Linked DNA regions of Mus musculus: region 2 is linked to region 1. The links are chromatin contacts, called in public HiChIP or PLAC-seq maps. All regions are on one chromosome and are shown on one strand. The core of a region is the stretch at or near the end of the contact, and the rest is flanking DNA. Distances in the headings are between cores, read along the strand shown. Region 1 overlaps Mfhas1 (malignant fibrous histiocytoma amplified sequence 1). Region 2 has its middle 97 kb from the start of Lonrf1.

What was found. HiChIP or PLAC-seq counts read pairs in DNA pulled down with a chosen protein or histone mark.
Region 2: an H3K27ac HiChIP or PLAC-seq map of T-cell acute lymphoblastic leukemia shows a contact between it and region 1, with 3 times the contacts expected there. The contact joins two enhancer-like sites. A contact is called at or near these places in 6 of 39 promoter capture datasets (the 3T3-L1 cell line, embryonic stem cells, hippocampal neurons and 2 more), 1 of 484 Hi-C or Micro-C datasets (cerebellum) and 1 of 115 datasets of contacts at active chromatin or transcription factors (T-cell acute lymphoblastic leukemia).

What each region holds. Positions count from the first base shown.
Region 1 is chr8:35,595,636-35,599,408 of GRCm38.p6, forward strand. The region is part of intron 1 of Mfhas1 (malignant fibrous histiocytoma amplified sequence 1); the gene reads left to right. Among named protein-coding and RNA genes, the nearest start is that of Gm16793, 8.5 kb to the left of the region's middle. Within about 2 kb of position 1,601, at least 100 of the 459 cell types and tissues checked have an H3K27ac peak or open chromatin away from gene starts, as enhancers often do. A contact at or near this core is called in T-cell acute lymphoblastic leukemia, where this site is marked.
Region 2 is chr8:36,344,669-36,348,481 of GRCm38.p6, forward strand. No RefSeq gene overlaps it. Among named protein-coding and RNA genes, the nearest start is that of Lonrf1, 97 kb to the left of the region's middle. Within about 2 kb of position 2,448, at least 9 of the 459 cell types and tissues checked have an H3K27ac peak or open chromatin away from gene starts, as enhancers often do. A contact at or near this core is called in T-cell acute lymphoblastic leukemia, where this site is marked.

The sequences.
Region 1 (3,773 bases), core at 351-2,850:
GTGTGTTTGTCGGGCTGTGTGTACCTGTCTGACAGTGTGTGCCTATCTGTTGTACATACCCAACTGTGTGCGCCAGTCTGGCTGTGTGCTAGTCTGACTGTATGTCCTGGTTTGAGTGTGTTTAAGTGTCTGATGGTGCATATCTGGCTGGTGCTTAGCCTATCTCTCTGTTCCCAGGAGTGGTTGCATATGTCCTAATTCTTTCTTGATTAGACTGGTCACTTACTTCCTCTAAGCAGAGACCTGCCTGGGGCTTTGTGCTCCCTGGAAACCTCTCTGGTGCTCCTTGGGTGGCTGGTGCTCCTTGGAGTGGCTGGTGCTCCTTGGGTGGCTGGTGCTCCTTGGGTGACTGGTGCTCCTTGGAGTGGCTGGTGCTTTGTGTGAAGAATCTCTCTGTTGTACTGTCAGGTTCCCAGGTAGTACCGGATGGTGATCCTGCCTTGGCATGCATCCTCCACTCAGATGTCCCAGCTCTCCTGTTGGGCCTGGATCACGGCACTTGCCCTTGAATGGGCCCTTCATTTTGACTACTGAAGCGGAGCAAAGTTCTTGCCTTATTATATCTAAATTTTACAATTACTGGAATCTGAGCATGACCTAGTTGCTCGGATTGAATTAAGTCATTGTTTTTGGACTCCACAAAGCTTATTCAATATCTTTTTTAGCTTCACTGTATTAATATTGATGCCCCCCTGGGTTTTTATTTTTCATAAACAGGCCACATTGAATTGGGTAGGGCTTTGCATAAAAAGAAAAAAAAACCTTAATAATGTAGTAAGAAAAAAATGCTGTGCAGAATGCAGTTCAAAGACTGGGGAGGTCTACAGAGGGCTCGAATTAGGTTAAGTTATAGGAGTCTTTGCTTTCAGTTCTAGGGTGTACCGTGCTCGGGTACCTGAGAACGTCCCAGAGAAAGACTTTTTTGTTTGTAACTCAGTTTATTTGGTGTTCTGCTTCCTGCTTCCCTCGATCCCTGGTGCGCCTGGCTCTTCCTCATTCTCTTCAACTGATATCTAACGCATGGATGGGCGCCCTCAGGGATGTTTGGGGAGGTCTAGGCAAGGATCTAGAATAATAGCGCTTGTCCTGTGGCTGGGAGGAAGTACCAGGTTTTGCCGTAGCACAGGAAGAGGTGTGTGGGAAGGGCCAGTACTGGAGTGGATGTTTCTGGTAGTTTTCCCTGATTTGGCTCTTAATTCTCGTCTCCCCATAGGGAACACCTTGATGAAAGACTCGGCAGCCATCATTAGTGGGCTTCTGTTTGAGTTGTTGAAAACCGTGGCAAGTGCTGGCCAAGTCTTTACCCTCTCTTGTCACCTGCAGCTCCGTGCCAGTCTCTATGGAAGCGCACGGGAAGATCTATTGAGGGCAGGCTCAGCCAGCCAGGCCTTAGGTTTCTCAGGCTCAGACTTTCTGACATGAAACCAATTGCTGGGAGTTTGGGGTATTATTTCATCTTTCTCTGGGGGTTGGTGGCCTTTCCCTCACAGGAAGTGAAAGCACACTGGTACACATTCTTTAGTGCTGCTCAGGCCTTAGTGAAAACTGCCTTCTTCTCTTCAGAAGGGCTGATAGGCATCTCAGACACTCACAGAACGCACGTGACCACCTCATGAGACTTGAGAGACTTCCCCCCACCACACCCCTCCTCTGAGGAACAGCACTGTGTCTCAGGGACTCTTCTTTTGCCTTCTGACGTTTCATGGCAGCCGGCTGGGCAGCACCGGAAGTGGCTGAGCGGGTGGGAGGGACTCCACGGCCATCATTTCTGAGGGATCAAGGTACTGTGTTATCTCTAATTTCTTGCAAGTGGGTTTTGGGTTGTTTCTGGTGTCCTCTATCTGCAAGTGTATAGGTAGAGGTTTACCATGCGACTTTTGTTTCTTGTTTGTGTTCTTCCCCTTTGCAGACAAACTCTCACAGAAATAGATGGAGAGGTGACAGATGGTCAGGATACCTCGTTGAATATGTAGGAGCTGGCTGCCTAAAGCCTTCTGCTACCTGACCTTATGTTTAGTCCCCTAGAGCACTGGTGACTCTTCCTCCCAAAGCAGAGTTCTCTTAGCTCTTCCTCCCCTGATTGGCTCATACTTTCCCCTTAACTTTGATGTCCATTGTGTGTGTAGGGGGGGGGGGCGGAGGGGGGAGGTTCAGTGATGGAGGAACATGAAGCTATGATTGGTGGAAGTGGAATGGATCCAGGAAGGCAGATTTTTTTTCTCCCCAGTGGCTTTACCCTCTTCCAGGCAATGTTGCTTCCCAGAATTCCACCCTGGGTTCAGCCTATGGATTGGAGATCAAGGGAAAGACCCTGGTGAAGTGGCTGACTGGGGTATAGACAAGCCCATGAGTGGTTGACTGTGGTATAGACAAGCCCATGTGTACTGCATACTTGGCAGCCGCATCGATAACAATTCCCAGATATCCTTGCCAGCAGGCTGACTTATTTGTAGAGAATGAGAAGGAAAATTTTGGAGTTATTTTTATTTTTGGCAGTAAGTGCTCAAAAACATTTATTTCTTCAGTGTAATGTCCTTGCTGGAAACACTGAGGCCTAGTTTTTGTTTGTTTGTTTGTTTTGTTTGTTTTTGTTTTTGTTGGTTTTTTTTTTTAAAGTTTGGTTTCTTTAAAGAATAAATGAGGGATGAGACCCTGAGCAACAGTTTTCTCTCTAACAGGACACCCAGAAAGGTTGAGAATACAAACAGTGTGGACCACAGTGGGTGTGATGGACAGGGTCGCCAGAGGAGCCAGGCAGCTTTGTTGGATGCCAGATGCCTACAGGCTCTCCCTGCTTGCTTCTGGAAAGTTCCTACTGCTCCAAACCTTGGCCTTGGGCACCCAGGCTATCCCCACTTCCTCTCACAGTCTGTCCAATGGCACTTGCTAGCACAGAATGTTTTGGGGTGGGGTGGCTTCATGAGTCAAGTTTTTAGCGTAGATGCCTTTGCTGCTCTTTGCTTCTTGTGCCTCCTCCTCCTCCTCCTCTCCCCCTTCTCTTTCTCCCCTCTCTTCCCCTACCTCCTTTTGCCCCTTTCCTCCTCCTCTGTCCCTTTCTTTCCTTCTCCCTCCTCTTCCCTCCCTTTCTCTTCCTCACATCACCCTCCTTCTCTCCTCCCCTCTTCCTCCTCCTCTCAAGGTGAAATTTATCAAATGTAAGATCAACCATTTAAAAGTGAACAACTCACTGGTATTTCCTACCTTCACTGAACTGTGCAAGAATGACCTTCGAGCCAAGTGCTTGTGTGGGCAAGGAGCACCAAGGCAGGGCTGGGCCTCCTCCCTGGGATGGATTGCTCGGGAATTCTTCCACCTGGTTCCGGTGCCAACTTTCTTTGCAGGGAATGGCTTAAGAATAAGAGTTTGGGTGCTTCCTCGTTGACTGGACATCTCTCTCATGGCCATATTGGGATCTTCTTGTTAGGGTAGTGAGTATGGCAGGTAGTGTGTGTGTATGTGTGTGTGTGTGTTCACCCACATGTGACCCACATAGGATGACAAAGATCACCTGAGAGAGAATGAGGCTATGGAACTGCTATTTTCAACATAGAGCTTTTATGGTTTCTTTTGTACATTTTGAGTGATTGGTCCTTAGGCCACAGATAGATAAGCTGGTAAAGGTTGGGAATATCTCAATTTTAGGATCTTAATTACCACACCAGACAAGTTACCAGCTTGAGTCTGTCACCTTTGAATACCTTCCATACTCAGCCATCTGAGCTGACCTGGGAGTTTTAGGAGAATAAAATAAAATGCACTCTGTTGGCCATGGG
Region 2 (3,813 bases), core at 1,198-3,697, 750 kb after region 1:
TGTGTGTGTGTGTGTGTGTGTGTGATGTATGCAGGCCCAGGTGTACAGATTCCAGAGGAAGATGTCGCTATCCAGCTATCTTATGCTTCCTGGAGATACACCCATTCTCTGAACTCGAAGCTAGTCTGGCAACCAGCAATCCCCAGCAATCCTCTTGCTTCCACCCCCACCAACACTGGCATTATAAGGGTATGTGGTTACATATAACTTAGTATGTAGGTACTAGGGATTTGAACTCATGTCTCTACGCTTTCATAGCAAGTTCCTTAGCCCACTGAGCCCTCCCCTCATCCCCTGCATATGTTTCTTTCAACATAATTCTGTTGTAATTTCCCAGCCTTAGTCTTTTTCCCCATAGGTTTATATGTATGTATGTGTATCATTGTTGTGACTTGTATGACAAATGCCACTTAAGCTTCTTATGCTACCTAGTTTCAGGGGATTCAAGCGTCACATAGAGAAAAAGGCCTGCTGCAGCCATGGGTTGTGGGAATGTATAACGGAGTCTTCCTCCACAGTGGAGACCAGATGATACAGGCCAGAGCCAAAAGTGGGTGTGACGTTCAGGGTCCGTCCATAGCGAGCTACTTTCACTAGGTAGGCTCCACCTCTTAAAAGCTCCACACCCTTTGAAATAATGCCCAAAGCTGAGGAACAACTATACAAAATATGAGCACGGACACAGGTCATATCCAAACCATTACAGTCTAAGAATAAGAATATTCCTTTACATAATTATGACCCAAGGATCAGATTCAAGAAATGTAACATTGATATAATACTCTGTCTGATGTAAAGTCTGTATATATAATTTTTTCTAATTATCTCAGTCTTTTTATTTGTTTGCTTGTTTTTGTTTTTTGTTTTTCAAGACAGGGTTTCTCTGTATAGCCCTGGCTGTCCTGGAACTCACTCTGTAGACCAAGCTGGCCTCAAACTCAGAAATCTGCCTGCCTCTGCCTCCCAAGTGCTGGGATTAAAGGCGTGCACCACGACTGCCCATCCAGTCTTTCTTTCTTAAGACAAGGTCTGGCTATAAACCCCAGGCTGGCCTCGAACTTAATTAAAGCTTTGCTCCTAGCTCCTGGGTAATGGCAGTGAAGGGACATGTGTCCCACCATGTGCCAAGGGCAATTCATGCTTATAACAACTTCTTTTCCTGGTTTGGGATCATGCATCATGTCTGTTGCCTTTGGGGCTAAAATGGGTCAGGCTCACTTTGTCTTAAAAATATTGACAGTTGCCTTCTGTGATGTTCCTCATATCCAGATGTTTCCACTGAATTATTTTTTCATCTATTCTCTCTCCTTCATGCCAGTTTTCCAATGTGTACTTTTCTTTGCCCCCCTTGGGTTCAACTAAGTTGCATAAACAGATATCTGTGTTGATGGATAGATTTTTTTTTATAACATAAGCTTCTCTTATTTTTTTTTACCTTGTTGAATATGTTATGGATCAACACCTGAAGAGTTTGAATAATTTGAAATTAGATAAATGAAACAAGGGACTAGTAGAGACATATTAAGTATTTGCCATTGATTGAACAATTAAGATGAACTCAATACAGCAAAATGCAAACCACAGCTTTACCAACTGTCAGGTGCACAATGTGTGCTCAGCACTAACTGCCAATGGCGTCTTTCTAAAGTACCTCTGAGAGAGGACAATGCTTTTTCTGTCCTATGGTGGTGGTGTTGGGGGGTGGGGTGGGGTGGGGTGGGGGTGGGGTCTTCCTTAAGTTCTTCCTCTGTTGTGCTGGTTTGTGGTTGGTTTCTCACACCCGCAGGTGTGACAGAACCTGGTTACTGCAGGGGATGCGTGAGGATTTGGAAGGCAGGGAGCTCATCAAAAAGAAAAGACAGGAACAGCTTGAGAGGAAGAGGTTACTAAGTGTACCGGGCATCTGGTGGGATATCTGGTGGGATGGGATGGCAAGCAAGGTGAGGGCTCATGCTACGTACAGAAAGGGATGCATGGGAAACTCATGGGAACCCAAAGCTCTTGGTTCAGTCACTAACCGTGTAGCAGTAACAAACCCTAAGATTCAGAGGGCAGCATCCTCGCCCTCACCCTCAAGAGCAGCCACTGGTTTATAACATGGAAACACAGTAGTGCGCAGGTTAACAGGAATGTGTTTTCATTTAGAAATATCTGCTCATCTGGAAGGGCAGGGCCCTCATCCTAGGCCTATGACAAGTCAAGGTTTTTGATGATTTCTGTTACATAAGAGGTACACAATATTAGTTCACATATCCCACTGCTTAAAACCCCCACCAAAGGAGAAGGTTTGTGCTTAAATAATTGAATAAGTTAAGATTCTTTCCAAAACTTCTAAGTGGCTACCCAAGACAATGACAGATTAATGACAGATTAAGTGTTAAGACTTCGTAGACATTAGCAGTTGGCATCCCTTCGGTTGCTGAGCCCATACTGCCCCCTGGTGTTCCCTGGGCATCTCTGTTTTGTAGGCCAGTTGACGTGGTATTTCCTGTTGCCTGCTGGCTGGACAGTGCACTGCAGGTCTCACCTGTGAGAGGCATCATTTTCACTGACTATCATCTTTTTGGTATTTTGGTGTCTAGCATGCTGTGCCTAGCAAAGTGTCCACTAGTAGTTCAATGAATAAATGACACGAGTCTCTCAAACTAAAAAATGTGCAGCTACTGTAAACATTGTCCTTACTCCCCCTCAAATTGCCAATGTTCTTGATCCACCCTTGGTCCAAGTCTCCATCACTTCCTGCCTGGACTAGTTCTCACGTCTTCCCTTCCTCCCACCCCCAGCCCATGAAACTCTAGCTATCACTTTCTTCAACACCGGCAGTGTTGCCTTTCTCTGTCGGCGATGCATAGACGCTAGAGTGTAGAGGGCATATGGCTATACTCTTTCATTTTGGCAGTGCTAGGGACAAAACCCAGGATCTGGCTCTGGAAACTCATACTTTCAGGCCAGATAAAGTTGTGAAAGTTTTTGTCTATAGGCTGCAGGGCACTCTTGCTACTTGCAGCTGGGTAAGCTGCCATACTAGTCCCCAGTTGCTTCATCTACAAAATGAAGATGACAGCCACTTGCTTGAGGTGCGCACTGAGTTGCCAAGGCTTGTGGGAGAACACACATTTCTTCCTGTTGTTATTTTTAAGCACTTGTTTGTGCTTTGGAAACAGTCTTAATACAATGTTATATAGTCTAGGCTGGCCATGAACTCAGTAACCACCTGCTTCAGTCTCCCTAGGACTGAGATTGTAGGAATGTCCTAACACACTTGGCTAAGAATGTTCTTTGGAGAGACTGCTTAGAATTGCTGCCTGGGTTAGGAAACATTGTGACGGTATTTCTTTCATGTACAATGGGCAAGGCTATTTGGCTGTCTCTGTAAGTCTAGGTTACTATGTTGGTAATGTTTTGAAGTCCAGATCACTTCATCTTGTGCAGGGATCAGGATGTAAGGTTGAGGCAGTTTGGAGGAAAGGAGATATAGATGGGAAAGTTCTTGTAAAAGAAGAGAAGCGTTAGGTGTAGGATATTCCAGCTTGTCTTCAGTTCTCTGTGTACTTATCTTTGCCTCCTACTGCCCAGAAAAGTATGTTGCCAGCATGAGTGTGATGAAGTTTATGGGAACAAACAGAAGAGAGAAAATTCCAGACTGGCACAAAGACAGCAGAGAAAGGAAGAGCTGGTGACTAACTCAGCCAGTGAGAAGAAATTAGAAGAGGAGACAAGAGTCTCCTGCCCTTACCCATCACTCACTCACACACACACACACACACACACACACACACACACACACACACACACACACACACACACAGAGGC